2 separate regions of the Sus scrofa genome follow, and region 1 is linked to region 2. A link is a contact called in public HiChIP or PLAC-seq data. All regions are on one chromosome and are shown on one strand. Each heading gives the region's core, a stretch centred on a gene start, on an enhancer-like site or on the middle of the called end of the contact. The rest is flanking DNA. Distances are from core to core; before and after follow the strand shown. Region 1 overlaps WNT5B (protein Wnt-5b). Region 2 overlaps ERC1 (ELKS/Rab6-interacting/CAST family member 1).

Region 1 (5,474 bases), core at 2,653-5,152, 300 kb after region 2:
GGTGATTGAAACTGTTTCAGGGAAAGACCAGGGGATGAAATAGGGAGACATTTCTATATCCTGGAGGCGGGGGGATCGCTAGGCAGGTCATCCAGATGTGTTTTCTTTGGGGAGCTGTGAATTGCTTGTGTGTCCAGCTATCACTGTGTAATCATAGTTTGCTTTCTTAGAAAGATATATTATTACATATATCATCATTTTATGATTATATGTACCTATATGCATATACACACACACATACATACCTATGCCTATAATGAAAAGTTCTTCTGGAGTTCCCGTTGTGGCTCGGCAGGTTGAGAACCCGACCTAGTGTCCATGAGGATCCCTGGCCTTGCTCAGTGGGTTAAGTACCTAGCATTGCTGCAAGCTGCAGCGTAGGTGGAAGATACAGTTTGATCTGGCATTGCTATGGCTGTGGTGTAGGCTGGCAGCTGCAGCTCCAGTTCAACTCCTAGCCTGGGAATTTCCATATGTCACAGGTGTGGCTGTTTAAAAAAAAAAAAAAAAGTGCTTCCTCAAGCAGCACAAAGTATAGTCCTAAGACAAAAAGAATAACCTAGAACAATTATCTTTAATTATTTTTTAAATAGTTTCCCCAATACATTTTTTTCCTACTGTACAGCATGGTGACCCAGTCATACATACATATATACATTCTTTTTTCTCACATTATGCCCCATCATAAGTGACTAGATACAGTTCCCAGTGCTGTACAGCAGGATCTCATTGCTTATCCATTCCAAAGGCAATAGTTTGCATCTATTAACCCCAAACTCCAGTCCATCCCACTCCCTCCCCCTCCCCTCGGCAACCACAAGTCTCTTCTCCATGTACATGAATGTCTTTCTGTGGAAAGGTTCGTTTGTGCCGTATATTACATTCCACATATAAGTGAAATCATATGGTATCTGTCTTTCTCTTTCTGACTGACTTCACTCAGTATGAGAGTCTCTAGTTCCATGTTGCTGCAAATGGCGTGATTTCAGAACACTTATCTTCAATAATAGAATCGTAATCATCTTTAAAACATTTTCCTAAGGGTGGGGTGTGAAGAATACGTTGAAATTTACGGAGCTAAAAGGAGAAGATGGGCCCCCTTCCCCTCTATACAAGCTGACGTCATCTGTGTTATCGTTACACGCGCGCGTGTGTGTCGATCATGACTGTGTATGTTAGTAAAAGAACAGGGCAGCCTAAATCCATCCTCTCTCCTTGTCTTGCCTCATTTCTCCTCTTTTTATTTTTCTTTCCCTTCTAAGGTGGGGGAAGGTAGCCGTTGTGAGTCCGAGGGAATGAGACCAGGAAGGAAAGGCAGCCAGGGGAGGGGTGGGCTGCTGGGGCCGAGGCTGCCGGGACCTCAGCCTGGAAGGGAGGTGTGACCCTGGGCTGTGGGCTGTCCCAGGGCATGTTCATTCCCACGAGAAGAGGACAAGCAGGGATCTGCCCACAAGTGCAGGCTCTAGAATTAGAAAGTGGGCTCTGTGCCCAGTGTGGCCGGGGGCGCCCCCTGCACCTGCCCCTGTGGTCCACGCCCGCAGAGCCGAGGTTATTGTCCCTTCATGATTCCCTGCCATCTCTCCTGGGGACTTCTGCAAGGACTGACCGTGTCTAGTGTATTGTCTGGTTTCTGAAGTGAAGAAGGGAGGCAGGGACCAGCCAGTCAATCAGAGCTGTGGACTAAGTGAGCAAAGCAGAGCAGGGCCTATTCAATCCCGGGCACCCTAAATACTCAAAAGCCTTTGATGATGTGACTGTGGCGACCAATGGTATTAACTCTTCTCAGCCCCTCTTGAGCTTTAGCCCTTCGGAGGTCTCCCCAGTGGCCGTGGGGACAGTGGCCAAAGGACAGACCACCAGTGCTGTCATGTAGCCCAGTTCCCCTTATCCTGGTCTGCCAAGTCCAGGGTGAGAGGTCACTGCAGAACAAAGGCAATCTGTCTGCCGTTCTTGCCAGTGGGCCTCATCCATGTGGCATTTGATTGTCATTGACAGTCAGTGGTTGCTCTGACTGTTCCCCTGGGCATCCTTCAGTCGCTGTTTCAGAATCCAGTGCATTTCTTAGATGTTAGGTGTACTCGTGTATCTCCAAACAGGAACACCTTGGGCAGTAGTGAAACACTTACTTTTTTTTTTTTTTTTTTTTTTTTGACCATGCCTATGGCATGTGGAAGTTCTCAGGTAAGGGATCGAACCCATACCGTGTCAGAGACTGGAGCCACGGTAGTGAAAATGCCGTGTCTTCAAACTGCTGTGCCACCAGAGAACTCCAACACTTTTTTTTTTTTTTTTGCTTTTCAGGGCTACACGCATGGCATATGGAGGTTCCCAGACCAGGGGTCCAATCAGAGCTGCAGCTGCCAGCCTACATCACAGCCACAGCAACACAGATCCGAGCCGAGTCTGTGACCTGCACCACAGCTCACAGCAACACTGGATCCTTAACCCACTGACCAAGGCCAGGGATCAAACCCGCAACCTCATGGACACTAGTCAGGTTTGTTACCACTGAGCTACAATGGGAACTTCCCAAAACTTACTTTTTTTTTTTTTTTTTAGTGATTTTTACTTTTTTCATTATAGCTGGTTTACAGTGTTCTGTCCATTTTCTACTGTACAGCAAGGTGACCCAGTCACACATACAGATATACCTTATTTTTGTCACATAATCATTATCTCCATCATAAGTGACAAGATATAGTTCCCAGTGCTATATAGCAGATCTCATTGCTTATCCCCAACACTTACTTTTTTAATCAGCAAATTTAAGCAGCATAGCTCATAATTGTGTAAACCAAAATGATGCTTCAAAAAGGTTCTTGAAATAGTCTAATCATGTATGTTGTTTCCTTAACTTTGAAATAGCTACCTTGGGACAGGGACACAGCAGTTATCAAAGAGTGACTTTTTAGTAAACCTGAAATTTGAGTAGGTTTCTCACTGGCAAGGTTAGTGCAAGACCGTCCACCTGAGCATCACCTGTCAGCTGAGCACATGCGCAGAGGTGTTTGTTCCCTGGGTGTTTGTTGATACTGGGCTGTGTTGGGAACACTTTCCTGAGTACAGGAGTTACCAAAACGAGGGCAGTTCTGTGCTTCAGTCATTTGAGACCTCCCCAGCCCACACCTGCTCTCTCTATAAAGTTCCGTACCTGCAAATTCTTTACAGAGGGAGACTCGGAGACTCACCAGCAAGGATGGGGAGGAGTGACCAGAACTAAGGGGACAAGAGATGGTGCTCGGGTTTGTCCGGGGGAGTCAGGAAAAGCAGGCAGGTAGGCAGGATAGAGCATCTTAGGGGGGAGTATGGCAATTCATGCAGTTGTTAGTGTGAACGGAGGGAACATTTTTTGTAACAGCTTGTAACAGCTTTTTTATAACAGCTTGCGTGTAATGTATGTACGACAGGTCACACACAGGTAAAGTAGACAACACAGTGAGCCCTGTCAGCTGCGTGGGGGTATCACCACATGGCGTCATTACCACGGCCAAGACACAGAACTTTGCTTCCCCTCCAAAACTTTCCTCTGCACCTTTGCAATCAGATGCAGGGGATATTTTAATGCAAACAACATGCCTCTTTCAACGCAGGAACATTCTGACCTGGTTAGAACACTATGTATTAGACTTCTGGCTTTTTCTGTTACCAGAAGATGCCCCAGACACTCTCCACTGCCCTCAGGTCTCAGCCCATCTGCTGCTTCAACAAGTCCCTTGCACCGGACCCCCAGGACCAGGGGCCCTGCCGTGTTCCCTGACGAGGATGCAGGGCACACAGGCAGACCTGAGAATGCGTGTGTTGGAGGACTAGGACGGCGGGGCTCAGAGCCGAGGGTGTACATGGAGAGGGAGGTGCAGGCCGGACCTCGGGCCGTGTGCAGCTGAGTTCAGGGTTTAACCTGCAGGCAGGGAGGAGCCCTTGGAGAACTGTGACCGAGTCAGTGATGGAGTCAGGTTTATACATAGAAAACCACTCTGGGGACTTGGGTCAAAGTTACAACGGAGGAGGATCAACTCGGGGCGGTGGCAGGGACGGCGAGGAGGGAGAAGTGGGGTGGACAGGCTGGGCTGCCTGAGGTCCGGCACAGAGCGGGAGGGATCCCACCTAACTCCGGGCTTAGTGTTTGGCCAACTTGGGTGCCTTTTGTGGAGGCTGCAGATTATCCAGGCAGGCAGAGGGGGTTTGGGCAGGAAACTGTTCTGTTTTCAAAGCTCGGGGAGGCGCTGTCTGGGATATGTGGGTGGAGGGGGCTGAGTGTAGGGCCTATGGGTCAGGGGTCTGGGCTGAGCATTGAGCCTCCCCCTCAGCTGGGTGAAACTTCAGCAAATAAAAGTTGTTCAGAACCTCCCAGGGTGAAGTAACAGTGCCAGGGATGGGTGCCGGCGTGGGCTGCGGACCTTCTCTGACCCCTGGACCAGGACAGAGCCTCTCCATGTGAGTTCCTCACCCCCAGCTGTACCAGGTACTTTTCCAGGCAAAACATTCATCGCATATCCTGGTAATTACTAATTGTTTCTCTTCCCACAAGGCTGTAAGCTTTGTGAGACTGGAACCGAGCTCCGTTCATCGCCGTGGCCTCAGCCCCTGGCACAGAACCAGGCACCGGGTAGGAGCTCAATACACACTTTCATACTTGGCAGTTGAATGCCCCCCGGGCTGCCCACGACTGGGAGAGCCTTTGGGGGGCGGGGGGAAGAAACATAGAGGCAACGTGGCGAGGCAGTGTCCAGAGAGCTGATACCGGAGCCTCAGACAACGTGGGGGGACACAGGAGAGAGTGAGTAACGGGGCCAGGGGTGTAGGGGGGGTGTCGTTTGCAAGGTTCATGTGAGCCCGGCCTTGGAGGCTGAGAAGAGTTCTCTGATCAGATGGGGGGGGTGTAGAGAACCTTCTAGGCCTGTGGTGCAGCTGCTCAGGACACAAGAGGGAAAGGGCTTGAGACCGGCATGGGAGGCTGGCATTTAGGAGGGTGAGGCTGGTGGAAGGTGAGGCTCAAGGGGTAACCAGGGCACTGGGGGGTTGCAGTTCCCTGGTGAGGAGCTGAGACAGCAGGAAGCTAGTGGAGGATTGTAAGCAAGATAGCAATGTGATCCGATTATATTTTTAGAAGGCATCTCTGGGGACGGAGAGGCTATGAACCCTTCCCCCAGGAAAATGCATTTTTGGCAAAGCACCCAGGTGATTCTTGGGTAGGCCATCCAGAGACCGTACCTGGAGAAGCAGCATGTGAATGAGACGCTGGTGATGGTGCAGAGATAGCACACCCCCGCCAGGAGCTGACCCGTGGCCCCGACCAGCTGGCCCGAGGTGTCTCTGGACTCTTCCTCTGACGGGTCCAAATCCGGGCCTTGGTGGCAATAAATCCCACGAAGCTTTGCAGTCCTGCCTCATGCCCGCTTTCACATTGGCAGAAAGCAGGAGCCTGCCTTATGAGGGAACCTGGATGGTCACAGCCCCGGGGGTTCCAAAGAGCC
Region 2 (5,726 bases), core at 3,084-5,583:
CTGTGTCACAGCAGGAATTCCTTATACAGTTTTTTTAGTTTTGCTAGATGTTGAATGAATTTGAGTATTTTATATGTTTTAAGTGTTTCTAAACTTAATTTATATTGGAAAATTACCTTATTGAAAAGGAAAAAATCCTTTGACTTTTAAAAATGTCATAAAATTGGAGTTCCTGTCGTGGCTCAGCAGAAATGAATCCGACTAGGAACCATGAGGTTTTGGGTTTGATCCCTGGCCTTGCTCAGTGGGTTAAGGATCCAGCATTGCCATGAGCTGTGGTGTAGGCTACAGACGAGGTTTGGTTCTGGAGTTGCTGTGGCTGTGGTGTAGGTTGGCAGCTGTTGCTCTGATTAGACCTCTAGCCTGGAAACCTCCATATGCCGCAGGTGCGGCCCTAAAAAGACTAAAAAGACAAAAAGAGTCATAAAATAAATGAGAGCACACTTCCTAATGTAAGATTGAGATAAGAGTTTAGTAATAAAATGTGGGACTCAGAATAATTGTTAAATATCATATTTGAGATTTTATCCCATTCTGATAGATACATACCTCCCTAGCATTATGACATTTTAAAAGCAGAGCAGTGAAATAAGTCAGAAATTACTGTATAATTTCACTTGTTTGTGGAAGGTAAAAAACAAAAACAACAAAAAAAGAAACAAACCAAAACCTGAACATACAAATATGAGGACAGAATTGGTGTTTGCCAGGAGTTCCTGTTGTGGCACAGCGGAAGCGACCAGTAACCACGAGATTACAGGTTCGATCCCTGGCCTCGCTCCGTGGGTTAAGGATCTTAGCTGTGGTATAGGTTGCAGACGTGGTTTGGATCCTGGATTGCTGTGGCTGTGGTGTAGGCTGGCAGTTGTGGCTCCAATTCAACCTCTAGCCTGGGAACCTCCATATGCCCTAAAAGGCTTAAAAAAAAAAAAAAAAATTTGGTATTTGCCAGAAATGGAGGGTGCTGTGTGGTGTGTGTGTAAAGTGGGTGAAGGTGGTCACAAAGTACAAACTTCCAGTTACAAAAAATAATGCACCTGTGTAGTGATGGGTGTTAAATAGATTTAATGTGATCATTTCCCAATATCTATACATATTGAGTCATTGTCGTACACCTGAAGGTAATATAATGTCAATTATGTATCACTAAAAAAGTAATAATAAAAGCAGAGAAAATATTGTTGCATGTTTTTTTTTTCCACTACAGTTTTAATTCTTTTTAGTGGTTTACTAGATTTAGAATTTTATCTTTGTCATCTATATTAGCAGTCTCTTTTACTTTATAGTTTATTTGTAGGTTTACATGAAGTAATACTTGCATGTTTTCTTCCTGCTAAAAACAGTAACTGGTGCACGGTTGGTGTTATATTTATTCAGAAGAAGTTGAGATTCTCAAAGAAAATTTCTTCTTTATTTTGTTTGGAGTAGTAAATAAATAGTCTTGGAATAATAACTTGAGGTCATTTTGACCTATTTAAAGCTGAAGGATTTATATGCTATATCTGAATTTTGGTATTTTATATCTTCAGTATGAGTTAATAACCACAAAATTATTAAAGTATTGAAATTCAGCTTTTCAAATATCAGATTTTTTCAAAATGCTAAATTCCTTTTTCCTACCTCTGAAAAGAAATACCTATTTCTAGACTGAATTTTTTTTCAAGTTTTTTTTTAATCCATATTTGTTAACCTTTTACTTTTTTTTCTCTTGCTTGTTCTATTCTTACACCATTTGCTTTTACTTTTCTTTCTTCTTTCCTACCTGACCCTTCTCTCCCCCGGGCATCCTGAAACAGGTCACCCCTCCAAGCCATAAAGTCCTGGTTGATGTTTTTTCTGTATTTGCCACGATATGACTTTTTACCACCACCACAGAGAAGAGTGAATACACTTGACCCTCTTACCTTTCCCTTCTTCAAATAGGAACTGTAGATTTTTGTGTGTGTATGTGTGCCATTTCTTGGGCTGCTCTCTTGGCACGTGGAGGTTCCCAGGCTAGGGATCACATTGGAGCTACAGCTGTCAGCCTGTGCCAGAGCCACAGCAACACAGGATCCGAGCCGTGTCTGCGACCTACATCCAGCTCACAGCAACACTGGATCCTTAACCCACCGAGCAAGGCCAGGGATCAAACCTGCAACCTCATGGTTCCTAGTCGGATTCGTTGACCACTGAACGACGATGGGAACTCCTAGAAATTTTTTTTTTTTTTAAATGACTTCTTTCTAAAGTATATTGGGGTGAATACAAAGTGGAAGCTTCTCTGAGACTAAAATTCTCCCCTAAACTTTGGGAAATATTTGCATTTGTGCTGCTTTTGCTTCATTTTATTCTTAGTGAGATAATTCATTCAGAGCTGCCTCTCCTCCTCCTTGCTTTTATTTTGTGGCTTTTTAAAAAAATTATTGTTGTAATTAGAGTATAGCTGATGTACAGTGTTTCGTCAAGTTCTATTGTACAACAAAGTGACCCGATCACACACATTTCCATGTCCCTATCCATTCCAATATAACAGTTGTTGTGGCTTTTAAGCACATCAGTTTTAGGGTAGAATTTTGTTAAAACATTCAAATACATGTCTGCCAATGGACTCTCCTTTAAAGGCCATTGTTAGTAATTAGGTCTTTTCATGACTGATTAAACGTGTAACAAAAGAAATTAGTAAAGAACAGTAAAGGACTTAATCTTAAAAGTATAGCTGTTAGGTAGACAAAGCATTTAGCTCATTTATAGAAACATTTCTCTTTTACTTTAAGATATTTTGCATGAGAGCTTTCTGAAGATTTAGCGAGAAAATTATATGTATCCCATCAGTGTTTTTTTCATTTTAAGAGACTAAGTATGCTTTGTTATCCATGGAATAAGGAAAAATAAAATAAACTTTACTTTTTCATTAAATACATTATACACGCATGGCTTTAGAGATTCAGGAGGAAAATTGAAGACTTGGAAATTAGTTTTTATTGTGTTTTAGAATGTATTGGAGGTACTTGCCATTTACAAAGGATCCTGAATAAAAAATCTTTTCTAGGTTCTTAATGTGATTGTTAATTTCTGACTTTGTCTCATGTTGTGTTGTAAAATGCTGAACCTTTGCGTTAAAAAGGTACCTGTGTAGTGATAGCCATTTTCTTAATCTGACTCCTTTTTATGGCATCACATTTGCAGTATCTTCATGATTCTAGATGCTCAAGGCCATGTGAGTCACACATGCTTGATAGAGCAGCATGTAAAGGAGGCAGGGAAGTGCAGATCAAATGGGAATTTGATCTCAGCATCAGCCATGTTAAGATCAGCAGTGAGTCTCTGGTGATACCTTTTGACATTAACTTGGGGAGATCAGTAGTCATCCGATGGCTTGTTAGTATATCTCACTAGACTCTGAAGCATCTCTTGGCTTATGGTGACTTTTGACTAATGATATAATAAATATTCAGAGATGTACTATTTTAAAAAACAAATTTTTTCAGAATCTAAGACAGTTATTTCTCCATTTATTACTAACATTCTGTCCATGTAACATTTAAGCAGAGAAAAAGCTTATAAATTGAAGGCTAGCTATTAGACATTTGATAATACCCTATTTAAATTAAAATATAGATGGTTTGGGGGGACATGGTTTGCCCACTGCCACTGTATGTATATCTGATAAATTTGGACACTTTTCTTTGTAGGCACATGAGGCAACATTGGAAGCCAGAGCCAGTCCAGAGATGAGTGATCGAATACAGCAGTTGGAGAGAGAGATTGCCAGGTACAAAGATGAATCTAGCAAAGCCCAGGCAGAAGTTGACCGCCTCTTGGAAATCTTGAAGGAGGTGGAAAATGAGAAGAACGACAAAGATAAGAAGATTGCTGAGTTGGAAAGGTAAAGAAAGGGAAGCTGAGCGGGGACTTACTATATTAGAAAGGCTGAAGGATGGTATTAAAACTATACTTTTGGGGACATATTTTTCCAGTATATCTGCCTCTCTGAATTTAGGTTCTTGACTGCTTGATGTTACTTTATTATCTACTTGTTATTCTAAGTCAGTGTAAGTCCTTGTTGCCATCTCTAAAAGGCAACACAGAATGGGAATAGATCGGGAAGCTGTGTACTTCAGCATTTTTGATGGGGAAAGAGAAAGTATTCATTGATTAAGAAGTTAAAGTTTTCTTCTGAGTCATCAAGAGACTGCAGATAGCCACTTGTTTTCTATTTATGTATTTATTTATTTATAAGCCTCAAGTTCAAGGAGTTAAATTTTTTCATTGGTTTAGATCTTTTTTGTTAAGCTGGTGCTCCTTTGGGCTATGAACTTTAAGACTCTGATGTGGAGACACAAGCTATTAGCGCATGGGTCAAATATAGAAGGAGGAGGGCTATTTTTAGGACAGGTTAGGAAACCCTGATGTGATTTTTATTGAACTCCAACTTTGAATTCTTCAAAATCAGCTTTGTTTGAACAGAACCAGCCAGATAGCTCTCTTGGAATTTTCTCAGGTTTTTTTTTTTTTTTTTTTTTTTTTTTTTTTTTTTTTAAGGTATTTCATACTGAAGATAAACTGTATGCCTCTTGGCATCTTCTTTTACACCATGTATTTAACATAAATTTTCAAGTGCACAGACATAGTTCTTCCAGTGGAACTGCATTAATTACGGTATTCTGAACAATCACAGACACTGGCAGTGACAAACTGAAGTCACTAATCCATGTGGCTCCTTTGAGCTGGATTCATAGAAGTATTTTATTTTCATGCTCTTAAATGTTGGGAAGTAGTTGACTGCTTTCATAAGTTGTATATTAAGTTTTATGGGAGTTCCTGTTGTGGCTCAGTGGTAATGAACTCCGCTAACATCTGTGAAGGATGTAGGTTTGATCCCTAGCCTCGCTCAGTGGGTTAAGGATCCGGTGTTGTCATGAGCTTCAGTATAGGTCACAGACTCGGCTCAGATCTGGTGTTGCTGTGGCATAGATCGGCAGCTGTAGTTCCAATTCAACCTCTAGCCTGGGAACTTCTATATGCCATACGTGTTGCCCTAAAAACAAAAAAAAAGTTGTATATTAAATTTTTAGGTTATTGGTAGGCCTGATATTTTCCCCTGTAAATTATTTTTTCTTCCTGCTTTGTACTCTTTTTTTTTTTCTTTCTTTTTTTTGCTGTACCTGCAGCATGTGGAAGTTCCTGGCGCAGGGATTGAACCAGAACCACAGTTGTGGCCTGTGGGTCAGCTGCGGCAGTGCCAAATCCTTAACCTACTGTGCCACAGTGGAACTTCCATTACCCATAGCATTTTAATTTTCAAGAAATTAAAGCAATAAAATTCCAGCCCTCACAGTTCTTCATTAAACTGCAAGTGTGAATAGCACGGGCTGATTACCTACCCACTTGTGTCCTCTTATTTGATCTTAACGCTGTTTACAATTTCTGGTCTGGTTCTGGATAAGATGAATGGGTAAAGTTCTTTAAGTCAGAATTAACAAATAATGAGTCTCAACATTAGATTATGTACATTTTTATGACTTCTTCCATGTTTGCAGTGCATCTTTACCCCAAGTAGACATACAGACAGACACACATATATACACTCTCCTTACATATATACGAGTACATGCCTCTCTTTGCTTTCATATCAGCCTGAAATCAGTACTGCATAGATTTTAAAATATCCTACTTTCAATGGATTAGTGACTTCCCACAAAGTATATTTCAACATTTCAGAAAAGAAATTCCTTAATAAAGTT

Evidence for each region. HiChIP or PLAC-seq counts read pairs in DNA pulled down with a chosen protein or histone mark.
Region 1: an H3K27ac HiChIP or PLAC-seq map of skeletal muscle shows a contact between it and region 2. The contact joins two enhancer-like sites. A contact is called at or near these places in 1 of 47 Hi-C or Micro-C datasets (embryonic fibroblasts) and 1 of 2 datasets of contacts at active chromatin or transcription factors (skeletal muscle).

Annotation. Positions count from the first base shown.
Region 1 is chr5:68,654,234-68,659,707 of Sscrofa11.1, forward strand. All of the region lies in intron 1 of WNT5B (protein Wnt-5b), which reads left to right. Among named protein-coding and RNA genes, the nearest start is that of FBXL14, 21 kb to the right of the region's middle. Within about 2 kb of position 3,903, at least 4 of the 83 cell types and tissues checked have an H3K27ac peak or open chromatin away from gene starts, as enhancers often do. A contact at or near this core is called in skeletal muscle, where this site is marked.
Region 2 is chr5:68,358,713-68,364,438 of Sscrofa11.1, forward strand. ERC1 (ELKS/Rab6-interacting/CAST family member 1) reads left to right here. Exons shown (of 20, transcript XR_002344310.1): 12 at 3,675-3,868. Among named protein-coding and RNA genes, the nearest start is that of ERC1, 140 kb to the left of the region's middle. Within about 2 kb of position 4,334, at least 1 of the 83 cell types and tissues checked has an H3K27ac peak or open chromatin away from gene starts, as enhancers often do. A contact at or near this core is called in skeletal muscle, where this site is marked.